Linked DNA regions of Mus musculus: all the other regions are linked to region 3. A link is a contact called in public Hi-C, HiCAR-type and promoter capture Hi-C data. All regions are on one chromosome and are shown on one strand. The core of a region is the stretch at or near the end of the contact, and the rest is flanking DNA. Distances in the headings are between cores, read along the strand shown. Region 1 holds the start of D230025D16Rik (RIKEN cDNA D230025D16 gene). Region 2 holds the start of Ist1 (increased sodium tolerance 1 homolog (yeast)). Region 3 holds the start of Wwp2 (WW domain containing E3 ubiquitin protein ligase 2). Region 4 holds the start of Ap1g1 (adaptor protein complex AP-1, gamma 1 subunit). Region 5 holds the start of Tmem208 (transmembrane protein 208). Region 6 holds the start of Cbfb (core binding factor beta). Region 7 holds the start of Dhodh (dihydroorotate dehydrogenase).

Evidence for each region. Promoter capture Hi-C pulls out the DNA fragments that hold promoters and counts their contacts. Hi-C and Micro-C count contacts between places; a contact is called where the count stands out from the background. HiCAR-type assays count read pairs that join an accessible place to other places.
Region 1: a promoter capture Hi-C map of pre-B cells shows a contact between it and region 3, with 4 times the contacts expected there. The contact joins the promoter of D230025D16Rik here to the promoter of Wwp2 in region 3. A contact is called at or near these places in 1 of 39 promoter capture datasets (pre-B cells), 1 of 115 datasets of contacts at active chromatin or transcription factors (regulatory T cell precursor) and 1 of 9 other capture datasets (liver).
Region 2: a Hi-C map of B cells shows a contact between it and region 3, with 9 read pairs. The contact joins the promoter of Ist1 here to the promoter of Wwp2 in region 3. A contact is called at or near these places in 10 of 39 promoter capture datasets (the C10 cell line, cranial neural crest, frontonasal cranial neural crest and 6 more), 1 of 484 Hi-C or Micro-C datasets (B cells), 6 of 115 datasets of contacts at active chromatin or transcription factors (acute myeloid leukemia, astrocytes, embryonic hindbrain and 3 more) and 1 of 9 other capture datasets (adipose tissue).
Region 4: a promoter capture Hi-C map of pre-B cells shows a contact between it and region 3, with 9 times the contacts expected there. The contact joins the promoter of Ap1g1 here to the promoter of Wwp2 in region 3. A contact is called at or near these places in 8 of 39 promoter capture datasets (the C10 cell line, the HPC-7 cell line, cranial neural crest and 4 more) and 4 of 115 datasets of contacts at active chromatin or transcription factors (embryonic stem cells, extraembryonic endoderm stem cells, kidney and 1 more).
Region 5: a promoter capture Hi-C map of pre-B cells shows a contact between it and region 3, with 2.9 times the contacts expected there. The contact joins the promoter of Tmem208 here to the promoter of Wwp2 in region 3. A contact is called at or near these places in 1 of 39 promoter capture datasets (pre-B cells) and 1 of 9 other capture datasets (adipose tissue).
Region 6: a contact with region 3 is called in a promoter capture Hi-C map of pre-B cells, with 5 times the contacts expected there. The contact joins the promoter of Cbfb here to the promoter of Wwp2 in region 3. A contact is called at or near these places in 1 of 39 promoter capture datasets (pre-B cells) and 1 of 9 other capture datasets (liver).
Region 7: a contact with region 3 is called in a HiCAR-type map of astrocytes, with 10 times the contacts expected there. The contact joins the promoter of Dhodh here to the promoter of Wwp2 in region 3. A contact is called at or near these places in 11 of 39 promoter capture datasets (the 3T3-L1 cell line, the C10 cell line, cranial neural crest and 8 more), 11 of 115 datasets of contacts at active chromatin or transcription factors (the 230-238 cell line, T-cell acute lymphoblastic leukemia, astrocytes and 8 more) and 1 of 9 other capture datasets (liver).

Annotation. Positions count from the first base shown.
Region 1 is chr8:105,223,859-105,226,558 of GRCm38.p6, reverse strand. It overlaps D230025D16Rik (RIKEN cDNA D230025D16 gene), which reads right to left and starts at 1,372. Exons shown (of 16, transcript NM_145604.3): 1 at 1,073-1,372. The coding sequence starts at 1,136.
Region 2 is chr8:109,691,953-109,694,652 of GRCm38.p6, reverse strand. It overlaps Ist1 (increased sodium tolerance 1 homolog (yeast)), which reads left to right and starts at 1,359. Exons shown (of 10, transcript NM_028018.2): 1 at 1,359-1,469.
Region 3 is chr8:107,435,078-107,437,777 of GRCm38.p6, reverse strand. Wwp2 (WW domain containing E3 ubiquitin protein ligase 2) reads right to left here and starts at 1,408. Exons shown (of 24, transcript NM_025830.4): 1 at 1,337-1,408.
Region 4 is chr8:109,777,153-109,779,852 of GRCm38.p6, reverse strand. It overlaps Ap1g1 (adaptor protein complex AP-1, gamma 1 subunit), which reads right to left and starts at 1,270. Exons shown (of 24, transcript NM_009677.6): 1 at 891-1,270.
Region 5 is chr8:105,325,087-105,327,786 of GRCm38.p6, reverse strand. Tmem208 (transmembrane protein 208) reads right to left here and starts at 1,410. Exons shown (of 6, transcript NM_025486.3): 1 at 1,313-1,410; 2 at 641-736. The coding sequence starts at 1,318. Lrrc29 (leucine rich repeat containing 29) reads left to right here and starts at 1,519. Exons shown (of 7, transcript NM_001368408.1): 1 at 1,519-1,560. The coding sequence starts at 1,537.
Region 6 is chr8:105,169,403-105,172,102 of GRCm38.p6, reverse strand. It overlaps Cbfb (core binding factor beta), which reads right to left and starts at 1,429. Exons shown (of 6, transcript NM_001161458.1): 1 at 1,050-1,429; 2 at 711-797. The coding sequence starts at 1,127.
Region 7 is chr8:109,607,388-109,610,087 of GRCm38.p6, reverse strand. It overlaps Dhodh (dihydroorotate dehydrogenase), which reads left to right and starts at 1,415. Exons shown (of 9, transcript NM_020046.3): 1 at 1,415-1,736. The coding sequence starts at 1,716.

The DNA of each region.
Region 1 (2,700 bases), core at 123-2,622, 2.2 Mb after region 3:
AGAAGTCAAACATCATTTGCTTTTCAACCACGCTCTTGATGCCTCATATGAGGTTGAATGGAACATGTTCATAGCAGATTAAATTTTGAGAAGTCTACAGGAACAGGCAGTCTAAGTTCTGAGAACCAAGAGCCCTTGATGAAACTGGCTTTTATAATGGGCAAGAAAGAGGCAGGCAGCCACCAAGCCCCAGCAATCTACCCAGCTAGGTAATTCCAATATGCTGTCTCTATAGACAGAGTCGTCTACATTCAAGGATAAGCCATAAACAAATGGAGCAGCTGACTCAGTCCAAGAGCTCCCAGTAGAGAGACAGAGGTTGAGGCCCACACAAACAAGCAGCAGGAACACCTTTTCCCAGCCCCTTCGCTTAGTGCTGCCACTAAGTAAACACACTGGAGTCACTAAATGCAAATACTCTTGTTCACATACGAAGGCCAACTCTCCCCAAGTGACCTAACTGATTTGTCTACCAAGCCAATGTGTAATTTCCACTTCACTCAATTTCAACTTTTAACTCTGGTATCTGGTATTGCGACACCACACGTTAAGAGTACATTTCAAAAGAGAAGAAAACAAGTCGAGAGTTCCTTTTAGAAAAGCAAGCTCATTCCCCCACCACCCCCATCTGATTGTGAGGCATGAGCTTAGGTTTCCCCCACTCCCCTAAAACCAGAGAGAGACAGATCAGAGACCAGAGTGTTGATTAGGTGTGCTACCTAGTTCTTAACTATTAGAGTCAGCAAAATGGGCATAATACTATCGATATTCAGACTTCAGGGAGTTGTATTAGAGATAAATTCAAAAGAGCAGGACCTTCCCACTCCACTAAGTATTTGGTGTGTACTGGCTATTACTATCATAGAGGTCCAAAGAAGGACCCTGCTGAGACATCGCTGATCCTATGACAGACGGGAGGAGCGGGATTCTAAAGCCCGGAGCCGAAAGACTAAAGGGTGAGAAAAGGCGAAGAACCGCGGGCGCAGGGGCATCTGGGGCAGGAACCAGAAGCGGAAGGGACTAGGGAGAATTAAGGGCCAGCCAACAGGATCCCAAAAGACCCCACACTCACCCAGAGTGAATTCCCATTGCTCGTTCCCCAGAGAGCGTTCAGGCACCACCTCCAGGTCCAGCATTGGGTCGGTTCGCTGGGCCGGGCGGCCTCCCTGCGGCAGCGCAGACAGGACCCGGCCTGAGGAGAGCACGCAGCTGCTGACTGGTCGCTCTCGCCAGCCCGCGGACGTCCGGCTCTCCACTCGGTTCCGGGCGGCGACGGCAGCACGAACACAACAACACACTTCACCTCCCTTCAACCTCCCGGGCAGCAGCCCCGGCAGGAGAGGCTGTAGCAACAGCAGCGCCCAGAGCAACTGCAGCAAAAGTGGCGTGCCGGGCCGTAAAGCGTGGCAAAGGCGGGGCTAAATCATGAAGGCGGGGCTTGAGGCGGAGTCGCGCACGCGCAAACTCTGGATCAGAGGCCAGACCCGCGCGGGTAGAGCTGGAGGGAAGAGCAGCTGCTTTAGAACTTAGGGGCCACATTCCAGAGGTCCTGAAACTGCACAGCGCACCATATATGCCTACGCAAGAAAAGGCACAAGGCGGGAAACATGTCACACAAAAATAAAGTCTTCCGTCTGCACACTTGTCCCACTAATCTGCACTAGGAACAAAACGGACAGGAAGGACCCAGTCCCAGAGACTCACGGCCCCGCGGACCATTATCAAGCTTGTCACGTACTGACGCTGGCTGCCACTGCCTAAATTGTTCAGAAACCTACTCTCCTTGGACCCAGTGGTCTCTGAGCAGGGTCCACCTCAGAGTCGAGGATGTATGAGTCCGTTGGCAAGGGTTAGAGCGAGAGGATTTGAGTTAGAAGGCTGAAGAGTTCCGGGCCAGGTCTCATTTCCAGAAATGCTCAACCTAGGGAATACTTTCTAAGCACAGAGGCTGCCTCCTGCAGCTCCGCCTGGAGTCACCATTGCTGCTTGCCAATGCTTTATGGTAGTGACTAAAGCTCTTAAGTGTTCTGTGCCTCCGTTTCCAGTGAGTAGAAGAGGGGCTCCTCTAGTTATTCAGCCAGAATTTTCGGCTTGCTTGCTCTAGGGCACCCTAAAATTAAAAGGCAGCTGAGGCCTCTTTTGATGACAAGACCTCACACCCTCAGTCTCATTTTATAGACGAATAAATGAGGCACAAGGAGGGTAAAGACTTTACCCAAGCTTCCTTGATCCTAGGCAGCAAAGCTCGATTCCCATTATGTTTCCTAAGGGTAGTATTTAGCAGGGAACTAAGTGACAGACTAAATACTCAAACTGGCTATAAAGAAGCCTAACAGTGGATACGTCACAAAATTTCAAGTCAGTGCTATGGGATTAAACAAAATAAAATAAAAATAGTAGAACGTCTTTGAGAAGCATTGCTGCACGCCAAAACAACTGGGTCACTGGGCTGTCTGTCCAGTGGGAAAGTGGCTGCAGAAACGCTGACGTGTGTAGCTAGCTATGTTTAGAGGCTGGGTGTGCTGATTTGTGCCTGCTTGGAATCCCAGCAGTTGGGAGTGAGGCAGTAAAGAAGTTCAAGGTTAGGCCAGCCTGGTCTACAAAGTGAGCTCAGGACAGCCAGGGCTATACAGAGAAACCCTGTCTCGAAAAACAAAAAACAAAAAACAAACAAACAAAAAAAGAAGTTCAAGGTCGGGC
Region 2 (2,700 bases), core at 110-2,609, 2.3 Mb before region 3:
AAAGGATTGGTTAGTTTGAAACTGTATCTAAACAATGTCCACACACATTCGCACCTTCGGTTGGGTTGTCCCTAGGCACTTTAAATATGAACAACCTGCCCCTTAAGTGCTGCGATACTTTTCTATCATCGGAGCCAAACAACAGCCATCTTCAGGAATGTAGCTGTGCCCAAAGATCATCATATTTGAAGGAGGGGCCAAGAGGGTCTTGGAACCCTCACCTGGGTATGCCTGCAATCGATACCAGCTGTTGAACGTACTTCCGCCCTAATTACGTGTAGCCTGGGGAGGGGCTAGAGTGTGGGCTGGAGAGCAGTAGGGAAGTGGGCTCCATCCATGCCAGGAAGCCTTCATTTCTACTGGATACTTTCCAGTGCAAGCTTATTTGAAGGAGAGTGATTACTCACTTGCTTGTTAAGTGACTTGTCACCTATGGTCTGTAAATGAGCCCAATAAACTAATTTGTGCTTCAGGGGAAATTTTTCTATCATTGTACTTTGTTGTTGGGACTGTGTGTGTAGAAAGTGTTAGCCACAAATGTCATGATCTCATTGCAGAACTACAATTTTTCTATGCAAATATTTTGCTGGGGGAACGATCTGAACATTTTATGGGAACCAAATATTGTGTAATTCTAAGGTCCTAGTATCCTGGAGCTTTGAACAGCGGCACATGGTTACAAGCCAGTTATTTTCAATTCATATTATCCTCCCAAAGTAACCTGCAGTCCTCGTTTTACCACTGACCCAAGACAAGCCACAGTTTTGGTCTTGATAGCTGTGGCCTCATAGCAGGGCCAAGAGCCAGAGAACAGGAAGGCTCTTTCTCGCTTTCAAGCCCAGAAAAGCCTCTGAATACAGATACAAAATAAGAGCGAGAGTGGAGGCTGTGCAGAGTACATTAGTGAAGGTGCGGGGCGGACAGTGTCGGTGGAAAGAGAGGCGGTGGAGGAAAGTCGGCTCCACAGCGCTGAATCTCGCCCAACCATCCCTCCGAGGTCGGAGTCCCAGGACCGACCGACCGACCGACCGACCGACCGGTGAGCTAAGTGGGGAAGCCAGACTCCGCTCGGATCCGCGGGCGTTTGCGAGACAGTCTGCAGCCGGTTTTTCCAGGGGCTGGAAGAATCTGGAACAAGGGTACCGGGCACAGAATCCAGGAGAAGCCTCCACCCGCCCCGCCGCGCCCGGGGCAAATTGCAAGGCGCGCCCTTAGCAAATGACTCAACCCACTGCGTGACGTTAAGTGTCACAAGTCAGGTCCCACGCCTCCGCCGTGGGAAATAGTCCCTCGCTCCGCCCCTTGTTGTGTGCGCAGCCAATCCCTGCTAGGTAGGGCGTGGCTAACACCGCCCCCTTGGATTCCTCCGCTCGAGTCCGCGGTGGGGAGGTCGAGGGAGTCGCCATTTTGGATGCCGAGCGGCTCCTCGGAAGTCGGCTTCTTCCGTTTTCACGTCCGGATCCCTCCAGGTGAGCGTGCCCTCCTTAGACCTAAGCATCTTTGTCTCCCTCTTCCATCTACGTCCCGCTTTTACGGAACCCCAGCGTTAGTCTGTAGGACCGTGAGGACAAGCCGTCCGCGCCGTGTCAGCGGGGGAAGCCCTGGCAGTCGGGGTCAGGCCTGAGGTCGGGCTCCGGCCGTGGGAGGAGGTGGGACCGCCTAGACAGGTGCTGGCGTCGCTGTTGCCCCCGGCATGAGCCGGGCACTGAGGAGACACCCCTCTGCAGTGCGGTCGGGTCGGGACCCTGAGGGAGGCCTTGTCCCCACCGCCGCGGTTGCTGCGGGGTGAGTCAGACCAGGAGAGCCCGAGGGAGCGCTCCTCTTCCGGGTCCTGGGGTCAGGCGTGGCCCTCAGGACCTTGAACTTGAGCTAGGATGCGGACCGGACCAGGGCTGCGGCCGACTGATGTCAGGGGGAGGCTACGGGGGCTTATTGTGTACAGTCTGTTGTTGTTGAATGGCTCCCGGGAGGAGACTGTCATTTCTTTTGTTGTGCCTTCTTGGTGTTTGTTCTGGTTTTGTTTGTTTTTGTTTTTGTTTTTGTTTTTTTGTTCTTACGAGAACAAAACAGTATAATCCCTCCATCAAACAATCAACCTGTGTTTCATTGTTTCAGTCAGACTTTTCCATTTCCATATGCATGTCTTTTTCCAGCTTAGTAAAATATTAGTCGGTACATTTGTTAACATCTCACACCCTTCAAGGTTTTTTGACCTTCGTGGGGGAACTTCACCGCATCCTTGTGTTTAAGTCACGCGGCTTCTTAACATTTTCACTTGATAAAAACAATGCTTTCTTCCCCTGATTACTTTCGTAGCCTTTCTCTTTTTCTTCTTGTGCCTCTGGTTTCTAACAAGACCCGAGCCTCTAGAGTCCTTAAGTAGACTCTGATCCACTTAATTTAGGCTCTAATCGGGATCAGGTCCCAATTATATGTAACCTTTTGTGGTTTAAAGTGCCAACACTTCCCAAAACGAAGTGTAGTCTATGAAAATTATTTCATGTGGAACCCTTAAATTACTGATAACGAGGTTTCCTTTTTTTTTTCTTTAAATATTTATTTTATGTGTATGGTGTTTTGCCTAGACCCTTTATCTAGGGTCCCAGGCATATCTGCATCATGAGTGTGCTTGGTGCCTGTGGAGTTCAAAGAGGGTTTCAGATCCCCTGGAACTAGAGTTATTGGGCCGTTGTGAGCCAC
Region 3 (2,700 bases), core at 159-2,658:
ACACAGGAACATACACACAAATAAAAATACATCTTTTATTTTAAGTCAATTCTCTTAGCTTGTTATCTATAAAGTGTGAATGACTTCTCGAGACTGCTACAAAAATTAACTTTTAAATGCTTATAATATACCCCCCAAGTCTTCAACTCCTAATATATTAATGCAAAGTGCTTTTTCCCCCCTAGCGACCTGTGATTCTGGCTCCTGTCAATGTCCCATTTGAACCCTGACCTTCGTTGCATTCATAAACTTTGCTTCACTTCTGCAAACCTTAGCAAAAGTGAAGGGAAAAGAGGGTGGCCTGTTTGTTTATTTAGGCTGGCTTGGAACTTGGAGCCATCTTCAGGCCTAGGCCTAGAGGATGAAGAATCTTAAGATGGGTATTTTTAACCTCAAAAACTACGATCTAGGTCACAGTTCTAAGGAACACAAGAGAAACTTCTCAGTCACCCCACCTAGTCACAGCTGGTCAAGATAAGCAGTCACATGGTAAAGGAAGCTGCATAATTTAAGCTTGAGAGGTCTCAAATCGGTATGGGCAGACTTTCAACTGTCCATGACTTCAGCAGTCAATGCGTTGCTGAGGTAACGCCGGCCCAGGTCGCCAACAACAGTGTAGGTTAAAAGTCTTGTTATGATCACAGCAAAGCACCTACACGTCTTTTTTTTTTTTTTTTTTTTTTTTTTTTTGGTGGCCTCCAAGATGACCCGATCCGGGAGCATCTCAAAGAAAGACGATCTGATGGGCAAGGTTCCCAACAAGTGGAAACCCTACCCAAACAGGGCAAAGTGGGTGTGACCAGAGTCAGACGATCAAGACTCAGGGATCCCTCCTGAAGTTTAAAGAACTGAACAGAACCGGTATCAAAGTCCCGGATCGCCATCCTTTTTAAAGAGGACGGAAGGAAAAAAGACTCTTGGAATGGGGTCCAGGCCGCATCGTCCAGATTTTTTTCTCCCTGTCCCTACAAGCCAGACGCCCACTCCCAGGCAGCCCCTTCCAGGGAGCAAATGAGTCTTCCCCGGCTGAGGTCGGGCCCCCTTCCCAGACAGACACGGCTCCTCCGCACCGCAGGCACCCGGGGCTGGGGGTCTCCTTCCGGAAGCGCCACCAGCGGGCGACTCCCGCCGGGCCCCGCGCCCACCCCGCCCGGGCGCGAGCCGGGACATCCCTCCTCGGAGGCCGGAACCGCGCGCCAGGCCCCTCCCACAGGAAGCCGCCGCCCCCCGGCGCCCGCCCCGCGCCGCCCCCGGCCCCTCGCGCCGCCCGCCGCCCCCTGGCTGCCCCGCGCCGCCCGCTCGCTGCCGAGCCCCCCAGTGCCCCCGCGCCACCTACCTGCCGCGGCCACACCAGCGGCGCCTAACTCCGCTCCACTTCCGCCTTCCAGCGCCCGCACTCGGGCCGGGTCACGTGGGCGTGCGCGGTCACCTGACCCGGAAGAGGCTGGCCGGGGCGCGCAGGTGCGGACCACCTAGGACCCGGGCGGCGAGCGTTTGACCCGCTCAGGGCCGGGATTGCAAGGATCACCCGGGCTGTGCCCGAGCAAACGTATAAAATAAGGGCTCACCGGGCCCCGGGGTCTTTATGTATGCCTTTGGAAGCAAGTACAGTTGTTTTCCCGCCATGGTACAGGTGGGAGAAGACCATCCGATCAGTTAAGTCAAGTCTTGAAGGAGTTGCTGGATAAAAAACAGTACGCTCCCCCCCTCCAAACTTGAGTGTCAGATAAACCGTGTAACTCTAAGCATGTCCCCAAATTTGCAAAGGATGTTTTGGTACCACAGATGTATACTGATCAAACTTGAGCATCCCATGTAATGTCGTTAGCTTGTGCCAACTCTGTAAGGCCTTGTTCTCAGTTCTAGAAGTATAAATGCCCTGGCCTTTGTAAGGCATCTGTTGTTCCAAGAAGCAAAACTGGAAAGAGGGACGGGAGTGGAGCATGGGACATGACACACGACAACCTGACACCCTTTCAAAACTTCCGGAGTCCCTACGTGTCTTCCCCATGGGGAACCAACTCCCATCCCCCCCCCCCCGCTCCCCTCCCCTACGGAGTAAACTGAACATTATGAATTAACAAACAGGGAATCTATGTAAGTAACCCTGGCTGACCTGGAACCCAGCGCTGTCCTTGGCCACCTGATTCCTGGCATTGTAGACATACCTCACCGTAGCCTGGACAACAGAAACTTTCTGGGTTTTGCAAGATTGACAGTTGAACGTGACTAGTCCAGGGCGTCCCAACTGACCTATGTTCCCAGCCATTTTGCTTCCTTTCTGGTTTTTATTTGGAACAGGGTCTTATTTTAAATGCTCCAACTGGCCAAGAACTTTTAATTCCATTGCCTTAGCTTCTGAGTAGTTAGGATTACCAGTTTATACCATTGGGGTGGAGGGTTAGGGGTGAGAGAGGAGACAGGTGGGGCAAGATTTTATGTAACCTAGGCTGGCATCCACCACCGAGTTAATTGTTCTGATTACCTGGATTTTTGTTGGGTTTTTGTTAACTGAAATATTACATTTTCATTTGTATTTTATTACATAGATGTTTCTCTTGAAGTGTATCTGTGTACCACCTGTGTGTCCGGTGTCTTTGCTGTGGGGTATCTACCAAGAGAAAGTCTTTATTAGCCACCCTGTGACTACACTGGGTGTTCAGGATCCCTGTGTAGTATCAAGCCTTTCTCGGGGCGAGG
Region 4 (2,700 bases), core at 21-2,520, 2.3 Mb before region 3:
TAAAAAGTATCAGTAAGTGCCCCAAAGCTCAGCTTTCAGAACAGAAAGAAATGCAGAAAGTTATTTTCACAGCTCCTTCGCACCCAAAGCCACTTGGCCTGCTTTAAACCCATTTGCTGCGGAAATACACCCTAGGGTGGTTCGACGGCTCTCCGACACCAAGCCCTAACTGGGAAGCAGAACCGACAGTTCCAGGCAATGAGGAAGAGCCTGAGAATTACTAGAAACCGACGTCCGCAGAACCGAGAGTTGGAGAGGAGAGTGAATAGTGCGGTCTCAGGTGAGTTCTTTAAAAGAAAAAGAGAAAGAAGAAGAAGGAAGAAGAAAAAAAAAAAAGCGAAAGTGTTTGGACCAGAAGTTAGTTGGAAGGTTAGAGGGAGGCGAGGCCGATGTCCGGCTTTCAGTGGACGGCACTGCAGGGACCAGGCAGAATTGCCCCTGCGTGGGAAATGCTCAGAGTTCTCAGATCTGACCCGAGTCCCCAACACAAGAACGCTGATACGTGGCTCCGAGAGGACACGCGGGGGTGGGGCCCGGCCCCGCTAAATCCTAAGCTCCCCGAACGGAGCGAGCTTTCAAAGGAGCCTCGCAGCCTGAGAAAGTCAATGGGTTCAAGGAGGCCTGCGGCGGCCAGACCACGCCAAGGGAAGAGGAAAGCGACCGCGCACGACAGCTCCGGCTCTGAAGCTCCCGAGGTCGGCCCTCAGGAAGTCCAAGCAAGCCCGGGGCTCCCGGGTCCCTCCTGACCCAAACCTGGGTCCTCCTCACCCCCCACCCCCCACAGGCTGAGCCCGGACCCCTGGGACTGACAGGAGGTTTCCGGCCAGACGCTCGCGGCTGCGGCAGAGCCCAAGAGCCGACCCGCCCTCGGTGCCGCGAGTGACACTCACCGGCCCGAAACCTCGAAGGAAACCAGCAGCTTCGGGGGCGGCGGCGGCAGTGGCAGCAGGAACCGAACATCCAAAATGGCGGCTCCCTCGGCCTCAGCACCGCGACTGCAGGCGGAGGGATCCCGGGCGAGGAGGGCGCCTCTACCTCACGCCTCGCGCTTCCCCGGGAGACGCCGCTCCCCGGCTCCCTCTCGCCGGCCGCCCCGCGTCCCTCCGACTGCAGCCCGTGCCGTCTCCCACCCCGGATGACCCGAGGACTCGGCCCCCGCCGAGGACTATTTGCCGAGGAGGAGGCGACTGCGCCGGGCAGAGCGACTCAAAGCGTAGCAAGGGTCGGGGCTGTCACTGATGACGCTCGACGCCGCTGCCGAGTCACCGCTGCGAGGAGTCTGAGCTAGCACGCTCCGGCCCGGCCCTGGAGCCGTCGCACTTTGGTTCCGTTCTGGGGGGAGGGGAAAACTGTGCAGCCAGGAAACGGTGGGGGTCACCTGAGGTGGGCGGAGCTCAGCGAGGGAGCTGGGGAAGGCGGAGAGGAGATGCAGGGGAAAGCGCATAGACATGGTGTGACCAGTTTTGTCCGAAAGGATTCCTAAGTGGTCCTCGTTGGCCAGAGGTTTCTGGTCAACATTAGAAACATGCTCCAAGTGGCTTTGGATTCTAGGGTTTTATGGTATCTTCAATTTTTTTTTTTTTTTTTTTTTTTTTTTTTTGCGAAAACAGGTAAAAAGATGAAACCTAAGAATGGATTCCAAGCACAGCACCACCGCCTTGTGCGGCAATCTCACCTACGATCCAGTCCCCTCCTGTGAGGGGAAAAAAGAATCTGGACAAATGTCAGCTAAAACTCTTCCAGAATAGCTTTTCCATCTATGATTGAATGAACTAATGACCTGAAGCAAAGAAAGTCTAACTAGACAGTTCCTGGCGTGATAAATAATTACTAACTTGTGACCCAAGTCTTTTCCATGTGAACCTAGAGATCCTTGATATCTTGGCCCATTTAAAGGAAAGGTGACCTACCTAGAATAAAATCTTTCCGATAGATTGACAACAAAGGTATCCCAGATGTGAATAAAACACAAGACTACACTGAATACCAAAGACCAGGAACTAAGCAAAAATCCTGAGTTTCAAATTTGAGTGTCATAAACAGGAAGTTGCATCTTTTAGACATTCGTTTTTCATGCAAGGATTTCAAAATACAGACGTTGAGCTGAGTAAGTCTAGCCATACAATTTTGACCTTGAATTTCTGGAGCATGCCAAGTGGCTGGAAAGAAAGGATACCAAGGGCACGATCAAATTTATTAAATATTGGTGTCATATTGATCATAAGGTACCATCGTATGTACAACCTAGCCCGCTAAGCAATCTCGTGAGTCAAAGTAAGTAACCAAAGTTTACAAATAATGAGATTTAAGACTTGAGAAAAACTACAACTGTCTCTCACAATGGAGTCTGCCTTAAGATGTCATCTTACACAGAAAATTCACCACACCCCATATACATATTCCAACCCATACCTACCGGTTTATAGAGCAGAATGCTTACGGAATTCAAATCCTCCTACCTTTCTTCGGGGCATCTGTACAGGGCAGCCCTAGGTACACCCTAAGACTAGAAGAACATCATAATGCTAGCACAGTGCAGATTACTTTGAGCCAGGCCTATGCATGAAACATGCCAAATTCACTGTGAAATTTCCGTAAAGGAAATCTTCAAGCAGAGATGCAAGGCAAAGGTAGCCAAGTTTTCCACATGGAAGATTAAAATAGTTTTTATGGGCCAAAATTAAGTGTTTACCATAGCAA
Region 5 (2,700 bases), core at 161-2,660, 2.1 Mb after region 3:
AGTGTTTTTGCCTGCAATGTATCTATGTGCACCATGTGCCTGACGCTGTGCCTGGTACCATAGAGGTCACAAGAGGGCATTGGATCCACTCAATGAGAAGGTTTCGAGCTACCATGTGGTGCCCCTGGAGTGGAACCGAGGTCCTCTGTAAGAGCGACAAGTGCTCTGACCACTCAGTCCCTGGATACTTTGGGGGGAGGAGGGCAGTGTTTGCTGGCGATGCTGGCAGAGCCTAGCCAAGGGCTCCACCACGGCGCTACACCTGCTCTCACTCTCTCGAATGAGACTTCAGTCTTTCTGTGGGGCTCTGGTTACCACTCAACACTCTGACCTCAGTCTTCCAAATAGCTAGAAATACAGTTATATGCCACTATGGCCAGCTTCACTTATTAACCCCATCACCCCTTTTTATTTTTATTTTTAATTTTTTTTTTTGAGATAGGATTTCTTTGTTACTCAAAGCTAACTTCAAACCGCCCATCTTTCTGCCTGAGCCTCCCTGGTGCAGGGATTACAGGCTGGTGTCTGCCTGGCTTCATTTCTTTACAACGTTCTCTTTTGGAGCCTTGGCTGTCATTTGCCAGCGCTCCTAATCAGATAGGAATGAGAGGGCAGAGAAAGCACAAGGCAAGCAACTTACGTTGGCTCCCAGTATGATCCGAAGGTAAAACTTGAGAGTTTCTTTGTTCTCTTCAAATATCTGTTTCTTCCCTCTGGTACCCACTTTTCCTTTGGGCTGCGGAGGGTTGGTGAGATGCTGTCAGAGCTGTTTTGCCTCAGTCCTCCTCACTCCCTGTACCAGCCTGGTTACCTGCAGCTTTATCTACCCCGCAGCCAAGTCCTTAGCGTGCTTTGTCAACCCTAGCAATCCCTGAGATACCGACCACTCCTCTAGTCCATCTTCCTAATATAGTTAGGACACCGACTTTACTGTACCCCCAGTTATGATCGCCTAATGCTCACCCCAAAACAATTCAAATTACGTTAGTATCTTCTTTGGCTTTCCTCGTAAGGTTCAGCTTTGGGTTGAGATCCTCTCCGGGAAAACTCCAGCGGAACTTAATGGCGTCCCTCTGGGGTAGTGGTTTAGATCTGGAACTGGCAACTACCCTCGCCCGCGCCCGCCCTAGCCTCCAACACTAGTCCTGGTGTAGTCCTGCACGGCCACTCTCCCCGCATCCCGTTCGGTCTAGCACAGTCCATTGGGTGGCGCCCCTCTCTGGCCCAGTGCCTTATGCCTTCGAGCCCTTCTGTTTTTACTTTCCCAACATCGGGAAAGCTTTGCCGGTGCAGACCACGCCTTGTCCCTTACCGCCATGGTGCGCAGCAGACACCCAGCCACTGAAACAAGGGCGAGTAACTGGAACTGCAGTCAGTAGACACCACATCGGCAGCACATGCACTTCCGGTAAAGAGCGCAATCGTTCGCTCCTGGGCGGAAGTGGATTTCATTTCCTTCCGAAGCCCCGCCCCCTGAGTCGGTGGGACTACACTTCCCAGAAAACCTTGCGTGGGGGCGGAGACGGCAGAACTGCGATGGCGGACTCGCTGCCTCTGGAGGTGAGAGGAAGCGAGCGGTCCTTCAGGCCTTGGTCGGGGACAGGCCCCGCCTTCGGGGTCCCGAGCTTTGGGGAAAGGCTATCTGACAGCTCGCCCGGCACCTCCCGCCAGGCGGAAACGAGCCGCCCGGCGGATCCCACGACCTGAAAACTCTGGGTAACGGTCCTCTTTGGGGCCACTTCGACCCCTTCGGTTGGGATACCATTCCCTCTTTACCCATTGGCCCCAGAAGATGGCTGCTCTGTCACCTCAATGAGGACGGACTCACTGCCCATCCCTTTCCCTTGAGATGGCCGTTCCCTCCCCCTCAGTTCTAGAAGATGTCCGCTCCACCGTCCCTGAAGGGTAATCAATTTTATCCCCATTGGCCCCTTGGAATGGTCGTTCCATTTCCTCCACCCCTCCCCCACCGTCCTCGCAGTTGGAAATAGACTGCTCCCGCCCCCTAGTTCTGGGGACCATACCCAATGTCCTTAATGTAAGACAAGCCTGCTCCTCATTCTAGACCCCTAGTGATGGCTGCCCCTGTATTATTCAACCCCATGGGGTGTTTGTTCCTTTAGCCAGGGGCAAGGAGATACAGATGCAGGCTTTGTGTCTTGCACCTTTTTTGAAATGGCTTCTCTATCCATTTTGCCCTGAGGGTTGGCAACCCCCTCTCGTTGCCCTAGGAAGTCAGGCCTTTTCCCTTGAGTCGTGACATCCTATTCCCTTTTGGCCCCAGAAGGTATCTATTCATCCCTGTAAACCCCATGGGTTACCAGTAGTAGTAATCTTTTGGGGTGCTCTCATGGGATGACCACTCCACCCCTATCTCTACTCCTCTAGTGCTAGAAAGGCATTTCTCAGGATAATGAATTATGTATGATCCTTTCCATTAAGACATGTTGTCCTTTAGCATGGCTCCCAGGGTTGATCATTCAGAAGATAGGTCAGCCACTCTCTTAGTCCAGTCTTCCCTCTTAGCCCCCTAGGGATGGGGGCTTAGTCATCCCAGTCCCATCCATACTCTTCCTCATGTCTCTCCTCTCTGGTCCTAGTCATTTTCCTCTGAATAGTAATCTCCTTTATCCCCCACCCCTTCCCTGAGCAAACCTTTGGTGAAAGTAGAGGCAAAGGACTATCTTTAGTCCAGTAAAT
Region 6 (2,700 bases), core at 180-2,679, 2.3 Mb after region 3:
GCACCAGGCAATTCTTTAGCAACTCCAATACTCAGACAGGCACATCGAGGTTAGAAAAAGGAAAATATAGATTTCTTTCGGATTCTTAACATTTTAAGAAAAGAAAATTGTTCATCCACTGGGGCCCTTTCTCTCGTCTCTCTCTTCTATTAGGACAGTCTCTCTCTTCTATTAGGACAACAGATAAGTGGAATAGATTTACTCTCGGCTGTACTGGGAGATAGCTTCTCATATAGATTTACCAATCTCGCTTCTCAGAAACAAGCCTATCGCTGATCCCCCTCCAATGATTCTTTACACGTAGGGCTGTATCCTTCCTACAAGCACCCCGATGTCTGGCGGAGGTCACAGCCTAGGCGACAACCTCCGCCAAGCTCCGGTTGGAGCTCCGCTCGGATTGCCGAGCCGGCACTAGGACACGCAAACCATCCCACGAACCGAACCATCGCGGCGGGCCAAGGAGAAGGCGGGTCCGCCCGAGGGCCGAGCCGAGCCGCCCCGCCAGCATCTGCCTCTTTCTTGCTTTTCGAATCCGGACTAAGGAAGTGAGCCTGCGCCCCCGGCTCAGTTCCGGGAGCCGCAGCGTCCGCGGCGCCGTCCGGAACACGCCCGGGGCCGCGCGCAACAAGTGACTGGCGCGCGCCTGGGTCCCCGCGGCCTCCCCGCGCGCACCGGGGGTAGGGTGGGGGGGTCCCTCCCCGGCGACTTACGATCTCCGAGCGACCGTCGCGGCAGGCGTTCTGGAAGCGTGTCTGGCGCTCCTCGTGGGGCCGGTCCCTGAAGCCCGTGTACTTAATCTGCAAGGCAGAGAGACGGCCCCGAAATCAGGAGTCAAATCCGCGGCGGCACCCGCCGGCCCGCCCGCCCGCTCCCCGCGGCTCCGATAAGGGCAAGCAGAGCCTGTGGGCGGACTGCTTGCCGGGGCGAGATTCCCCCTCGGCCGGCGCGCCGTCCCGGGGGCTTCCCGGCAACCGAGCCGCTCAAACTTTTCTCCTCCCCGGGCCCACTCGGGGCGCGCCGAGGCCTCCGCGCCTCCCCAACCGCCTCACCTCGCACTCGCGGCTCAGCTTCCTGAAGAACTCCTCGTTCTCGAACTTGCTCCTCTGGTCCGGGACGACGCGCGGCATCTTCCCGCCCTCAGGCCGCGCCGGCCGGCCGCGCTCCCCAGGCTCGCGCGGGCACCCGCTGGCGGGCTCCGGTGCTGACCGCCTTGACCGCCCACCCGCGGCACCCGGACTCCCGCTTCTCTTTGTTTCAGGAGCCCGCCCGCGTGGCCTCCCGCTCCAGGGAGGCTGAGGTGCGGCCGTGTGCTTGGAGCCCAACCCACGCTACCGCCGCCCGCCTCAGCCGTTGCCGGCCGTCCTCCCTCCCGCCCGCCCGCGCAGACACAGCTTCCAGCCTCCCCCGGCTGCGGCCGCCACTTCCTCTCGCCGCCCTCCTCGCTCTCCCGCCCCGCGCCGGCCCCACCCCTCCTCCTCCTCCTTCTCCTCCTCGCGCGCCCGCCCGCCTCAAACTCTAGCAAACAAGACGCACCATTCACAACTCCACGACCCGCGCCGCGCATGCGCCACCCACCCGCTTGCGGGGCCGCTGGGTTGCAGTGAAACCCTGCTCCTTCCTCAGCACTTCCCCTTGCCTGTCCGCGGGCTTCTCTGCGAACAACCCGCCCAGAAGGGATCCGCCCCTCTCTTAGCAACTAGAAGCGGACCCGCAGACCTTTTTTTTTTTTTTTTTGGCCCTTTGTGAGCGATCTGGAACTTCTTGGCTCCCCAGCCAGCCACGCAGAGTCACCCCCAGAAGGGCCACTTGAATTCAAGGAAACCTAAATCTTAGAGGACTTTGCATACAGGGAGGGATGTGGACTGTGCACTGAAAGGTGGAAGTAAGCATCTAACCAAATCATGGTGTAAAAAGGTGGTGGCTATTGAAACGGGGTTGGCCTTAGGATTCCGTGTAGCTCTGCCTGCAGACAAGGTTTAGACAAGTACCAGACCAGTAAGTCTCAGATTAGTAATTTCTAAAATGCACACTCATAAGTTCATGGCGTTAGTAGGAGAGTGTTTATGTAGATCTAGCACATCATTTAAAGGAAAACTATCTTAATTATATGTAACCGGTTGCCAGTCCATATTTTTACCCAAATGTGCAATCAAACAAGAAAAAAAAAAAAAAATCCAAGATCTGCAAGTTCTAGAGAACTTACCAGAGCAGAAGAAAACCAGACTCGGGGTTTGCAGCAGAGCTTGAGCTAAAGCTGACCCTCAATAAACTCTGATCCTTAAAAATCGCAGTTTGTTAAAAGTTCAGTTCAAGGATGGCAGGTAAGTGCCAACTCTTGGCAGCAGCTGGCCAGATGCTAAGGATTGTGAAAAGATACTCATAAGTCACTGGAATCAGTTCTGAGGTCAGTTGTTAATGCCTGCTTGAATACAGATTTTGGCAGAATTTCACTGCTAGTCCAGCCCAATCTCATTTATTAGATAGGGACCTAAACGTGGGTAAGGAACTGTCCTAGTTTGCCATAGACAGCTCTCATTTTTAGCAATGACCTCCCCCCGCCCCCCAAGCCTTCTGAAGCTGCTCAGTCCCTAACAAACTAGGAGGGTTAATCATCTTAACTGAAGTCTGGAGAGTTGATTACCCAAAATTAAAGGTTTGTTGGTGGGAGTGGTGTGTGTGTGTGTGTGTGTGTGTGTGTGT
Region 7 (2,700 bases), core at 166-2,665, 2.2 Mb before region 3:
CCTGACAGCCTGAGTTCTGTCCCCAGAAAGCACATGATGCAAAGACAGGACTGATTCCTGCGAGTTGTACCCTGATCTTTATACATGTACCATGCCCCCGCCCCCACCCCCCCCCAGAGTTATTTACTGGCCTACACATGTCTGCCATAGCAGGCTGCTGTCTGAACTCTCTCACACACAGAACAACAAATTTAAAACAAACAAACAAACATTCAATCACTAACCCAAACTCCTAGATACGTCACTTCTAGGTATAGTCCCTAAATAATCCAAGCTGGCATATGACCGAGGTACCTGTATATCTATGTTTTTTGGAGCAATATTCACAACAGCCAGTTTATGGAAGCAGTAACAGACAAACAGATCAAGATAATGATATATATGATACATATATGGTATGGAACAACATTCAACCATTAGAAAGAATAAAATGAGGTAATTTACAGGAAAATGTATGGGACTGGAGATCATGTTACATGAAGCAAGCCAATCTCAGACTGCTAAATATGCTTTTTTTCTTGTATGCAGGATACAGACCTTAAAAGGACTTATTTTTAGAATTTATGTGTACACACACACACATCTACCTGTTGGTATGGGAAAACCAGTACAGTGCCCCAGAAGAAATGTGGTCCTGGAGTTACAGGCAGTTGTGAGCTACCTGATGTGGGTGCTGGAAACGGAACTTGGGTCCTCGCCAAGAACATCAAGTGCTAACAGCTGAGCTATCTCTCCAGCCTCCTGTAACCTGACCCAAATTATGACCTAAAGTGGGGAAGTATTATTCCAGAAAAGGAAGGGGACCAGTGGGAAGGGGGACAATAGGATACAAACATAAGGTTAAGGGCCAGAGTACGTGGGTCCAATCATCTGTAACTACCGTTCCAGAGGATTCAATGCCCTCCTCTGGCCTCTGTAAACGCTTGGCACAGAGGCACTTGAGTGCTGAGGCAGGATTGGTTTTTAGAAAAACCTGGCCTACACCATAAGATTATCTTAAAAATAAAACCATATTTACTTATCAACACCTCAGAGTTTACTTTTAAAACCAGTGGGTAAATTTTTGTGTGTTTGCATGAGTGTACTTTTTTTTTCCTTCTCCCTGTAGAGACAGGGTTTCTCCATGTTGTAGCCTAGGCTCTCCTGGAACTCATTCTGTAGACCAGGCTGGCCTCAAACTCACAGAGATATGCTTGCCTTTGCCTGCCAAGCGCTGGGATTAAAGGCCGGCGCCACCACTGCCCTGATAAAACAGAATTCTTAGGATTTCTGTTTCAGAAAGGGGGCTATGAAAGCCATACCGCAGCACCGGCATAAAGACAACCGTGCGGAACCTTCGGGCTGCATCGCCCTTTGTTTCCTTCCCAGGGACAGGGAAGCATTAGGGTAGTGCGCACTACCGGGCGCTGGGGTTGGTCTGCAGATTTCGGAAGCGTCTGCTCCCCACTCGAGACTTCCGGAAGCCTCCTCCTCACGGTTGCACCGAAGGAAGGGTGCGCGACTTCAGAGCAGCGTCCCTTAGGAGGCGCGACAGCGACAAGACAGAAAGTAGGCACGTCCCGCCACGGAGCCTGACTCCGGGCAGAGCGCACGCGTTCGGCTGTCCAATCAACGTCTAGGGGCGGGCCGGCTGGTGGGGCTTGGGAGATAGGTGGAGCCGAGCCCACATTCTCCAATGGGATGCAGGCAGAGGCGGGCTTAATGGCAGAAGGAGCATGGCGTGGAGACAGCTGAGAGTGAGTCCTGCGCGGGGAAGCTCATTCGTGGTGTGGATAACCGGCAGGGAGGGGGATGAGGCTGGGAAACTGAAAGGCTGGGACCCTTGAAGTGTGACCTGCACGTGCACAGCTAAGGGCATGCAAAAAGCAAGCGTATGTGGGCAGAGGCTAGGCTGAACCTGAGAGATACGCGGGCATTTTTTTTTTTTTTAAATTGATCCAAGTATCGGGCCTTTGTGAGGACACGATCGCCTACGCTCCAAGGAGGGATGAAATAAGACATAAGGCCACCCTTTTGGATCAAGTGTGGTCAGAATGGAAGTTCCATGTGAAGAGTTCTTAGTTGTGACCCTGGTCTGGAAAAAGGGCACAGATACTGGTGCTTGACTTGAGGAATTTCTGCAAACTCCCCGAGGAGGGAGAATGAATACTTGGTTTGTGTTGCAGGCAAATCTGATCATATCTGCTACTTCCTTGTTTAGTGGACAAATCCCATTAAAAAAAAAAAAAAAAGTGTAGGCGCGCGCGCACGTGCGTGTGTGCACACGTGAGTGCAGATACCCTCTGAGACCAGAGGGTTTTGGATCCTCTAGAGCTCCAGTTGTGAGCCGCCTGACATGGGAGCTGGAACCGAACTCAGTTCCTCTGGCAGAGCAGCACGTGCACTTAAACCAAATCTGTTAGCCAAATGTTGGCTGACGCCTCTCTTCTTTTCTCCTGTTTCATTTAAAGCAGTGTTTTCCTTTTAGTTCCAAGCAGCCGTCTATCCCTCCCCCATGCCTTGGCCCCTCTCATTGGCCTCATCCACCTAGAGATCTCTTCTCCAGCTGCTATCTCCTCTTTAGCTTGTGTCTAACCTTTGAAAGTCAGCTTTTACTCGCTTCCTCAAGATCCTTCCATGATTTATCCCTTCATGTCACTTGTCATGGCTCTATGTTTATGTGGCCATTAGTTTGTCTCTTGGGTTACACTCTCCTGAAGA